Regions from separate parts of the Mus musculus genome. Here region 2 is linked to region 1. Evidence: chromatin contacts called from public HiChIP or PLAC-seq data. All regions are on one chromosome and are shown on one strand. Each heading gives the region's core, a stretch centred on a gene start, on an enhancer-like site or on the middle of the called end of the contact. The rest is flanking DNA. Distances are from core to core; before and after follow the strand shown.

Region 1 (5,853 bases), core at 2,341-4,840:
ACAAGATGTGGATTTCCTCTTATTAAACATACAAAGGAGAAAAGGCTGGTTTGAAAAATATTTTCAAAATCAAGAACCTAACCGGGTGACTCCTAAAGAGCCTGGGAGTTGGTCTGCCCTTGTTTTTTCTTCTGATTAGAAGGTGTGAAAAGCAGCAGGTGTGGGCTTTGGCATCAAATGTGGGTTTGAAGCTGGACACAGTCACACATGCCAGTAATCCCAGCACTGAGAGGTTGAAGCAGGAGTGTCTGTGAGTTTGAGACCAGCCTGGGCTAAATAGCAAGAGTCTTAAAACAAAAATAAAACTATCAGAGAATGAATGAAAACTCAAATAAATGAATGGGTACCTTGGCTTGAATTCTAGCTCTCCTACCTCCTAGATCTGTGATTGTGCAGGGTACTTTCCACTTTCATTGTATATGCTACCACTGCCGCTGGAACAGCTATGTGAAGGGCGCTTCAAGGAGGCTGTCCATGTGTACAGAGCTGTTGACATGCAGGGATGGAGAAACTTGGGTTAGGTCTGAGGAACTGATTTACAAGTGATATAGTGTAGAGTTGAACAGTTCTCCCTTAAGCAATACTCTGACCCAGGATACTCTACTAGTGAGATAAGCCCTTAGTTTGTTGAGAATGTGTAGCCCAGTCTGGCCTTGAGTTTTTAGCCCTCTGCTCCTGACTCTCCAGTCCTGGGATTATACATGTGCACCAACATGACCAACTGAAACAATACTTTTTAATTGCAACCCTTTGGTAGTATGTCATAACTACTTTTTAATCAGAAGAGATGTCTATGGAACTGTTGAGCTCAGTTTTCAACCTGCCCATTTGCCTGTAGCAAAAATGAGAATGATAGGCTGGCTAAACAGACCACTGGGTAGTTAAGAGCATTTGCTGCTCTCAAAGAGGACCTGAATTTAGTTCCTAGCACCCTCATGGTGGTTCACAACCATTAGTAACCATTTGTCAGTTCTGGGGATGTGACAACCTCTCCTGACCTCTTCAGGTTCCTATGTGTATGTGGTGCACAAACATACACTCAGGCACATACACTAAAATAAATATTTTTTTAAAATGAAAATGATTATTAATAAAAGTCACTAGGCTGGCAAGAGTCTAACTTTATGGGCGTCAATGAGGAAGTAGCACACCCCGACAGAAGGTGAGGGTTAAATGAGATATCCCAATGAAAGTATCTAGTCTTCAGCAGGCATACTGCTTCTCTTGAACACCCTCTCCGGAGCTTCTCTGCTCCCTGACAATATCATGTTCATTTGGAAATGAAATAGATGAAAACTAGTTGGTAGCGTCTCCTGTGAGTGGGAGATGACTATACAGCAAGCAACTGTCTGCAAAAGATGCAAATCAGACCGAGCTGGCAGATCTCTGCCCGGTACCCAGTCTTGCTTCAGCACCCTGTTCACTGATTTCAGGGTTGTTGTTGTTGTTGTTTTTTTGTCTTTATTACCCATAGACAAAGGTCAAAATTTATCCCATAAGTTAGAATTTCTCTAAATCTGGCCTCATCAACCCTCCAACACCTTGTCATACCGAGACTCAACACAAACCTCTCTTCTAAGCCAACTGGTTTCCTTGTTCGCCCCTATAAACGCCCATTGCAGCCTTAGTAAGACGCCGCTTCCTCTCTCACAACTTCTCTTTCCCTGGGGTCCAAATCTTACTGAGCCAGGACCACCACTCAGGTCCTCTCTTGTAGTGAGTGTCCCTGATATCTGAATGAAGTTCTCTTGGCTCTTGCAAGTCCCGTGTAGTGTGAGTGTGTGTGTGTGTGTGTGTGTGTGTGTGTGTGTGTGTGTGAGAGAGAGAGAGAGAGAGAGAGAGAGAGAGAGAGAGAGAGAGAGATTGAGAAAATGTATGTGTGTGTGGCCATGCGTGAGAGACCAGGACATTGGATATCCTGTTTTATGACTCTTGGCCTTATTTCCTTGAGACAGGATTTTTTTAATGTACCTGGAGCTAGGTCAGTAAGCCCCAGTGATCCTATGCCCCAACAAAGTACTGTTTTACAAGTGTTCACACAGGCAGACACTGGGATTTGAACTCAGTGCTCATGCTTGTGCACTCTTACCCACCGAACTCTCCCCAGCTCCAGCTCCCACCCTTTGTACTATTTTCCCTTCCAACTCCTGCATGATGGCCCTAACAGTCAGCTGGGAAGCAGAAACTTGGTTCTAAGTCTCACTGGCTGTATACCCCAGGTAATACCTCTCTTGGCTTCCTATAATTCTGGAGTTGCATAAGGAAGCAAAAATTCCTTTAAATATGTTTAAGATTTATCTCTGTTCTATGTGTACGTGTGAGAGACTGCATGGGTGTATGGGTACAGAGAAATTCTGCCTCATAAAATAAAAAAAGAAGGAAAGAAGGAAGGAAGGAAGGAAGGAAGGGAGGAAGGGAGGAAGGGAGGAAGGGAGGAAGGGAGGAAGGGAGGGAGGGAAGAAGGAAGGGAGATAAAGTTATGGGCCCAGAGGGTAATGTATATAAGTTTTCATTTAACACACATTGAAACATTTGTTAACCACCAGTACCCACAGGATGGAGTTGAGGCTAATAGAGAGACCTGATAAAGGAGAGAGAGCAAAAAGGCTCCATCTGAAGAAACTTGAGCACACTATCACTTGTGTAATTTATGGAATGAGGGGTCAGAATAAAAGACCAGGGTCTTGTAGTGTCTCCCTGTCCTGTCTGGGTCTATGGCCAGCTTCTTTCTCAGACTCCCATCTTCGTCCTGTTCCAGACCCCACCATCCACACCTCTTTCCTTGGCACCACAGATCGTTCACTGCACATTCCTTCCACTTAGAAACGTGTTCGGTGCTGGATCAGGTAGTTCAAGTCTGTAAGCTCAGCTGTTTGGGAAAGAGAGTCACAAGTTCTCAAACTAATCTGTACAAAGAAGAATGGGGGTGTAGCTCAGTGGTGGACGGCTACAATAACAGGAACAAGGTCTGGGTTGAATCCCACAAGATTTCAAGGGTTACTAGCCATAAGATGCATTTGCCTTAGCCTGTAAAGAGATCCCCTGTTTGTTCCTCCATCCTTCCCCCCAAAAAACCTTGACTTCAGGCCCCTAAAGCCTTGTCAGGCTGCTGCAGGTACTAGCAGGGAGCACGTTAAAAAGACAACAGTGTGTGACCAGTCCTGAGTGATTTTTTTTTTTTTTTATTAGCTTGGATGCCAATCCCTATTCTGAACACCTTATCTACTGGTGTTACTCTGTGCATCATCTCTGTTAGGTAGTTACTGTCGCTCCTCCTCCGGGTTATAAGTTATCTCTGGAATCCAGCAAAGATTTGCCTAAGATAACAAGTAGGTGAAGAAAGGGGCTGCGGAATTCTGGCCTGAACAATCCTTCCTCTTGTCACAGGCACAAGAAAGTACTGCTGGGAAGGCCTCCCACCTCTCTTTGCCAGCTATGCCTAGCTCCATTATAGCAGTTGTGCTGTCCCCGGATGAGGCGGGGGCTGAGACTGGGCTGCAGGTTTGGAGTGGTCAGTCATTTGACACTGACCAGTAAGAGACCAGACAGAAGCAACAGGAGGTGGAGTCTGACAGTGGATCTCTTCAGTCCTGAACCTCAAGTTCGCTCACCTTCTAGGAAAGGGCGACCAGCGCCACCCTGACCGCGCAGGGGTGCGCGTTTACGCCGCCGGAATGTATACGTTTAAGGACCGAAAGGCCGATTCTGGGGCTCAGGCAGCGACTTTAAGAGGTTCAGCCGAGCAGAGGCTATAGGGAAGATGGAGCAAAGCGCGTTGCGCCTGCAGAAACAGAAGCGGCATACACGCCGCCACGAAGCCCAGCCCGGCTCGCGGGCTGGAGCAGAGCCAGGCCGCGCAGGCCTCGGGGCGGGGCGGGACGGGATCTGGCCACGCCCCCAGCTTATTTTTCTCTCCGGCCCATAGCGCGAGTCACGTGGGCGGGGCCGCGTGGGCGGGGCGGTCCCTTGGGAGGAGGCTGGCTGAAGGCTCCGGGCCTCTAGCGCTCCGGGACCCGGCGAGAGAAGGAACGGAGGGGTGGGAGTGGAAGAAGGCATGCGGGCGGGGCCTGTCGTGGGGGCGGGGCCTGTTGCTAGGGCTGGCGCAGGAAACTGGGCTCAGGGGCCCGGCTTACTGGCTGCGGGCTCCGGCTGCTTGTTTACTCCTGGCGGGGGAGCAGTAACCCGGTGTTGGCGGAGGGGGGTGGGAGAGCAAGCGCGAAAACGTGGCCCGGAGTTCCAAGCTGAGGGAGCGGAACGGGCTGGGGGCCGGGGCTGCGGTGGGCCTGGATAGGAGCTGGATGATCCGGCGCAGCGCAGTCTTCAAACAAGTTCCTAGTGGCTGCACAGCTCCTCCTGGCCTTTGCGCCTTCCACCCTGCACACACAGTACTGTGGTTGGTGAAGGGTTGCATGCACATCGTTTTTTTAGGCCCTGAATTTCTTGGATCCTTTAGGATAGGACTATGGAGCGGTGTTTCTAGTGTTGCTGCTCGAAGAGGTGGACGCCTGCTGCGTGCTTGTTCCTGAGTGGGTCTCTGCCACTTTTTTTTTTTTTTCCAGGAACTGATTCATTTGCTGGTCCTCACGTAGTTCACATGCTTGCATCTGGCCACAATACACACAAATAAGCCCTTTGGGGGTTGTTCTAGGCAATTCAATAGCTTGTGCTTGGTTTTTCTAACTAGGATGAGCCAGAGGGCTGCTCACACAACCTAATGTGCTCCACAAATGAACTCGCAAAAATTAGCGAACACCGGGCAATACCTTCCTCAAATGAGTTTCCATTCATCTGAAAAATACAAAGCACGGAGAAACTGTAGCTGTACGTGGTATTTGCTACTGTATCCATTACCACTACCTAACCGGTTTATATCTGAGGACTTGAAGCACACCACATAAAGACTCTAGTCAGTCAGAAGTCACAAACATAGAGAAGGAAGGGAACAGGAGGCTTTTGAATTACCCCACCCCCCAAAGCGCTGACCCTATTGTGTGAGGACGTGTGATTTTCTGTCATTAGTGTCTCTAATTTGGAACATCAGTCCTCTATTCCCTGGTGTTAGTTATTAAAGATGTATTATTATCTTAGATTGTGTGTGTGCTTGCATGTGGGTATATGTGAGTGAGTGCAGGTTCCCAAATGACCAGAGGTGCTGCATCTCCCGAAGCTGGAGTTCCAGGCTGTGGTGCACTGCCCAGTGTGGGGAACTGACCTCCAGTCCTCTGGAACAGCAGCAGCCCTCTTAACTCCTCTGCCAGCTCTCCCTGTGGTTTCATTTGGCTTCACCATCCTAGAATCCTACCCTTTCTGGGATCAGTGGTCTAGTGGGTGGGGCTTTTTATCACCGCAGTCAATTACAAGTCGTCTCCCCCAACCCCCATGACAAACAAGGAGGTAGTTGGGAGAGAAAAGGCTGTTTTCTGCTAGAGTTGCTAAGTTGAAATGTCAGAGTTGTGAGTTGCCAACAAACTGTGTTCCCTAATATATGAAGGAAGTCCTTTCAGGGGAAGGGAGGCTCTTTTGAGGTAGGAAAAATAAATGAAACTACTAAGATAAACGGACATGAGAAATTTAGAGACTAAATCATTACAAATAGGTTTAAACTTGGGCTCTCCAGAGCTGGGAATGGGTCTAGTTCCATATTAGAGCTCTTGACCAGTGTGCAATATGGCCTGAAGTGTTTCTAGATTTCTCAGTTAAGCAGACAAGTCTGCTCTTTTTTTTGCTTAAGCTAGCATAAACCGAGTTCCTCTTACTTATCTCTAAAAAGAAGTCTGACTAATAAGTTTGGCACGGAGTTTATTTTTCCCTCCTAGAATAATGGAAGTTGGGTGCTGGCCACAACTATCACTT
Region 2 (5,853 bases), core at 1,291-3,790, 150 kb after region 1:
AAACAAAGCAGTTATAAAGACGCCTATGCCGAGTTTTGCAGCAGCATAGGCTTTAATTTCCCTTAGATAACTGCTCAGGAGTGAAGCTGCTGGGCTGTATGGCGATTGAGTGTTTAGTGCTTTTTAATGTTTTAAAATTTTATGTGCATTGGTGTTTTGCCTGTATGTTTGTGTGAGGGTGTCAGATCTTGGGGTTACAGACAGTTGTGAGCTGTCACATGCACGCTGGGAGTTGAACTTGGGTCCTCTGGAAAAGCAGTCAGTGATCCCAAGTATTTAGTGCTTTAAAAAACTGCCAAATCGCCTTCTAGAGTAGCTGTGTTGGTCTCTACTCACAACAGCAATGTCCCCGTGACCCAGCTTCTGTGCACTGCTGCCAGCACGTGGTGTGCTGGTTTGGTTTTATGGCTGAGATAAACACCTGAGAGAAATGGTGTATTTGGGTTCCTGGTTTCAGTCCAAGGTCGTCTGGGTCCAATGTTGTGGGTCTGAATTGGAATGATCATGGCAATGGAAGCATGTGGTGGGCTCATCTCATGGCAACTAGGAAGTTTGACAAAGACGGGTGGAGTCAGGGGAGGGAACAGGGGATGGGAGAGACACCTATAACTTCCCAAAATGGCACCACTAGATGGGGACCAAACCTTCAACACACAAAATTGTGGGGGACATTTTGTGCTCAAATCATCAAACTTACTGTAACTATTTTAAAGAAGATATTTGTTTTATGTGTATAGTTTTGCCTGCATGCAAGTCAGTGCACCATATGCCTGCAGTGCCTGCAGAGGTCAGAAGAGGCTGTCAGATCCCCTTGATCTGCAGTTACAGACAGTTGTGAGTTATAATGTGGGTGCTGGGAGCCAAAGCCCGGTATCAAGTTCATCCACTGAGCCATCTCTCCAGGCCTATAATATTAAAAAATTTTAGTCATTTTAATAAGTGTGCAATGATAATCTCATTGTGATTTTATTTAGCATTTTCCTAGTAGCTTATAATGTTGATTATCTTTTCAATTTCTATATATGGCAAATTATATAAATATGTACACATGCATAAAGTATATGCACATACATATGGCAAATGCATATATATGACATATATAGATATGTGCATATATGCATAAAATGTATGTATATAAATATGAACATTAATGTATACAAACACACACATAAACATGTATATATGGCATAAATATGTATATGTGTGCATGTATGTGCATATGTATTATATATGTATATATAGTATCTTTTTCCTATGAATTATTGGATCATTTGGGTTATCATCTACTTTGGAGTTTGCCATTACTTGTATGTTTTAAATTAGTCCTTTGACAGTTTTTTGCTTACAGACATTTTTTTCCACCATCTGTTTATCCTTTCTGTTGAGTCTTTGGCAATGGAAATGTTTTTAACTTCAGTCACATACAACTTAAAATTTTTTCTTTGGTGAGTTCCAGTATCATCCAAGACCTCATTGTCTGGAGCCTGAACATTCTCCTAGGTTTTTGAAGAGTTTTATACTTTCTGCCACACACTGAAATTTGTGATCCATTGGGGATTTTATATTTCTGTATTGTAAGCTATGGGGCCGAGGCCAGGGCTCAGCTTTTAAACCCGTGGATATCAATAGCTATGGCCCCATAAGCTGAAGAAGATGCGGTCCACATCCATCAGATTCCACGCACAGTTTTGTTGAAAACCAACTGTGCATATTCATATGAATTTGCTTCTGGTTTCTGGTAGGCTGGTTGATTTTGAGTTTTGAGACAGACTCCATAAGCCAGGTCGGCTTCACTTATACAGCCGTTGTCTTGCTTTAGCCCCGCCCCTAATGCTGCCATGAGATCCACTGGGCGGGGATGGTTTCTAAGTTGGTTATGCTGTGTGTCCATTCATTTATGTGTCTACCCCTTTACCCAGTACTGCACAGTACTGATTGGTAACTACAGAATGGTCTCATCCCTTCCCAGTTTACTCTTTCTGAAATGGCTTCACCCAGTGTGGTTCTTTTGCTTTTCCATGTGGATTTTATAATGCTATTGGTGTCTCTGAGATGGCTTTCTGGAATTTGTTGTGGCAACTCCATCAGTTTGGGGAGAACTGACATTTTATTGCTGTCCTTGGTGTAAGAACATGGTCTGCATCTCGTTCTGCTGGCATCATCTTTTCTCTTCTCGGCATTCAGAACACTTTAGCGCACCCTTTAATATATTTTATTGGAATATGTATATCCTTTCATTTTTTAAAGATTTATTTTTATGTCTCTTGCTGTGTGTTTGTGAGTTTGTGCGTGTGCATGCGTGTGTGTGCATATGTGTGTGTATCTGCACGAGCCTACGCCACATACCTACTGGGAGGTAGACTCGAGAACTCTGCAAGAGCAGGAAGCACTCTTGACCACTGAGCCATCACCCCAGCCCAGCACTTCACTTCCGAGTGACTGTAAACAGTGCTGCATCTTTAATCTTAAGGTGTGCATTGCCACTGTTATGTTTATAGTGTGACCTATGACCTGACCAAACTCACTGATTGCTTCTCTGTTTCTTTCCTTAGACATATCTTTTGTGGTCTACACTGGAGAAGTCATACCGTCTGATCTCTCCTCTACCTTTCTGATCTGTGTGACTCATTTCCTTTTCTGACCTCCGATGTGTTGGCAAGAGTTTCTAGAACTGTTCTGAATAAGAATGGAGAGAGTAGGCACCGTGGCCCTTGCTGGGATCCTGTGGTAGTTAACATTGACCATTAAGTTTAAAGGAACGCTTTTATCCCTGAGGAAGATGTTTACTGGGTGGGGGTCTCTTCTGTAGATCTTCATGTAATTAAGGAAACTCTCCCATCCCTATTTTTCTGATTACTTCCAAAGTTGGGAATAGGTCCTGCACTTTGCCAAATGCCCTTTCTAAATGGACTTGACCTCGTAGATTTTCTTCGTCAGTTTGTTAATTAAGATCACTTATATTGACTTAGTTTTAATACTGAGCCAGGCTCACGGCAGCCCTGAAATAAACCACAATGTCACCGTGTCAAATTTTCTTTTATATTGATAAATTCTATTTCTTCTTCTCTTTCTTCTTTTTTTTCTTTTCCTTCCTTCTTTTATCTTTTTTTTGGGGGGAGGTGGGGATGGGGAAGGGAGCAGGATTCTGCTAGGTAGTCCAGGCTAGCCTTGAGCTATGTAGCCTCTGCTAATCTCCCACTTGTCTTTGTCTTCCAAGTCCTGGAATTATATCATACCAAGCTCCATTTGTGAATACTTTGGTAGAAGTTTTTGAACCTACAATTGAACTATATGGATACTGGTTTGTCATTTTCCTCTTTTGTACTATCTTAATTAGAAATGACAACTTTAAAAAGAACGTAAGAAAATAAAATTTCTATTTATTGGAAGGATTTGTAGAAAATTGGTAAATTTATAAAACACGTTTTAGACATTTTTTTTTCTCCACCAAACATTTGGGTTTGGAGACTTCTTTGTTAGGCATTAGACTATGGATTAAGTTTCCATTAGTGGTTCTAGAGTTATTCAAAGACCTGCTTCACATGGGACCAATTATGGTAATCTTCTATTATCTCCTAATAAATACCACCTTGTGGACCAAACCTTCAATTCCAGTGGACCTTTGTGGGATGCTCAAATTAGGTAATGAAATGATGTCCAACCACAATACTCCCCATCTCCTGACTTACTTCTCCTCTCCCAAGGAAGGCGATCTTTCTATTTCTGTGTCCTTGTGACTTTGGGGAAGGGTGCAGTCCTCTAGGAGGCAGACACGTTTGGGTTCTAATCTAGGCTTTATGTTTTATTGTGACTTCAAGTCATGTACCTCTTAGAAAACCATGTGACCCATCCATAAACGGAGAGAGTAACACTTGACCCTCAGGATGGTTTATGGGGTGAATAACACAGCTATATGCTTCTACTTACTCATGTTTCAGCTTTTGCAGGATGTAATTTGCCCATCACTTGGGAGATTTCTCTAAGGCTTTTAACATCCATTCCTCATTCATTTCCGTACTTCCACCTCTACTTGTCCCCCAAACACCCAGGAGATAAGATGCTCTGCAGCCCCCGAGAAGAGCCTGAGCATCCACAGATAAGGCTGAGACTTCCTGCATGCTCCCAGAGGAGACAGAGGACAACAGGCTCCACACGCAATGCGACTGTCAGAACGCTATATTGTGAAACAAACTCTCTCCCTCCTAGGGAGAGGGCAATGTCTCCTTGACTCTCTAAGAACTCCCTTCCTATTCTGAGCCCCATCTCCCAGGATATCAACACTTTCACAGCAGAGCAGGAATTGAGAAAAGGTCTGATTTGCCCAGCCCGGTGAGAACTAGGTGCAATGTCATGGGATAAGAAATAGTTTCCATTTTATTTTTATTGTCACAGTGCTAGTAAGATCAATTCTTTGAATCCAAGACTGTTTGTGGGGTTTAAAGCTGTTTGATCTTGAGCAGAACTCTGGTTGAAACAGGCTTCAGATGTAAAAATCCATGCACTCCCATCCTCCAGGGTGATTCACACTCATGGGTGGATCAATACTCCCTCGTGTCAGCCAGGAGCAATGTTTATGTGGGAGACATGGCCCCTCTTTATTCTTGGGGCCTGCTGGTCCCACTGTGTCTGTCCTTGGCCAGGTGAGGCAGATGAGGCTATGTACTCTATAAATAAGCATCCTTTTTTAAAAATTTCATTTCTTATTAGATATTTTCTTTATTTACATTTCAAATGTTATCCCCTTTCCTAGTTTCCCCTCTGAAAACTCCTCTATCCCTTCCCACCTCACCCTGCTCACCAACCCATCCACTCCTGCTTCCTGGCCCTGGCAGTCCCCTATACTGGGGCATAGAACCTTCACAGGACCTAGGGCCTTTCCTCCCATTGATGACCGACTAGGCCATCTTCTACTACATATGAGGCTAGAGCCATGAGTTCCACCATGTGTTTTCTTTGGTTGGTGGTTTAGTCCCAGGGAGCTCTGGAGATACTGGTTAGTTCATATTGTTGTTCCTTCTATGGACCTACAAACCCCTTCATCTCCCTGGGTACTTTCTCTAGCTCCATTGGGGATCCTGTGCTCCATCCAATGGATGACTGTGAGCATCCACTTCTGTATTTGTCAGGCATTGGCAGAGCCTCTCAGGAGACAGGTATATCAGGCTCCTGTCAGCAAGCTCTTGTTGGCATCCACAATAGTGTCTGGTTTTGGTGGTTGTCTATGGGATGGATCCCCAGGTAGGGCAGTCTCTGGATGGTCATTCCTTCAGTCTCTGCTCTGAACTTTGCCTCTGTAATTCCTTCCATGGGTATTTTGTTCCCCCTTCTAAGAAGGAATGAAGTATCCACACTTTGGTCTTTCTTCTTCTTAAGTTTCATGTGTTTTGCGAATCATATCTTGGGTTTTCCGAGCTTCTGAGCTAATATCCACTTATCAGTGAGTGCATATCATGTGTTCATTGGGTTACCTCACTCAAGAGGATATTCTCCAGATCCATCCATTTGTCTAAGAATTTCATAACTTCATTGTTTTTAATAGCTGCGTAGTACTCCATTGTGTAAATGTACTACATTTTCTTTATCTATTCCTCTGTTGAAGGACATCTGGGTTCTTTCCAGCTTCTGGCTGCTATGAACATAGTGGAGCATGTGTCCTTATTACAAGTTGGAGCATCTTCTGGGTATATGCCCAGAAGAGGTATTGCTGGATCCTCCAGTAGTACTATGTCCAATTTTCTGAGGAACCACCAAACTAAGCTGTACTACAGAGCAATTGTGGTAAAAAAAAAACTGCATGGTACTGGTACAGTGACAGACAAGTAGACCAATGGAATAGAATTGAAGACCCAGAAA

Evidence for each region. HiChIP or PLAC-seq counts read pairs in DNA pulled down with a chosen protein or histone mark.
Region 2: a BATF HiChIP or PLAC-seq map of CD8 T cells shows a contact between it and region 1, with 7 read pairs. The contact joins two enhancer-like sites. A contact is called at or near these places in 1 of 39 promoter capture datasets (embryonic stem cells), 2 of 484 Hi-C or Micro-C datasets (embryonic stem cells and stem cell-derived primordial germ cell-like cells), 3 of 115 datasets of contacts at active chromatin or transcription factors (CD8 T cells, embryonic stem cells and pancreatic cancer cells) and 2 of 9 other capture datasets (adipose tissue and pancreatic islet).

The regions. Positions count from the first base shown.
Region 1 is chr14:65,339,836-65,345,688 of GRCm38.p6, forward strand. No RefSeq gene overlaps it. Among named protein-coding and RNA genes, the nearest start is that of Zfp395, 16 kb to the right of the region's middle. Within about 2 kb of position 3,591, at least 394 of the 459 cell types and tissues checked have an H3K27ac peak or open chromatin away from gene starts, as enhancers often do. A contact at or near this core is called in CD8 T cells, where this site is marked.
Region 2 is chr14:65,487,856-65,493,708 of GRCm38.p6, forward strand. No RefSeq gene overlaps it. Among named protein-coding and RNA genes, the nearest start is that of 9530047P18Rik, 25 kb to the left of the region's middle. Within about 2 kb of position 2,541, at least 6 of the 459 cell types and tissues checked have an H3K27ac peak or open chromatin away from gene starts, as enhancers often do. A contact at or near this core is called in CD8 T cells, where this site is marked.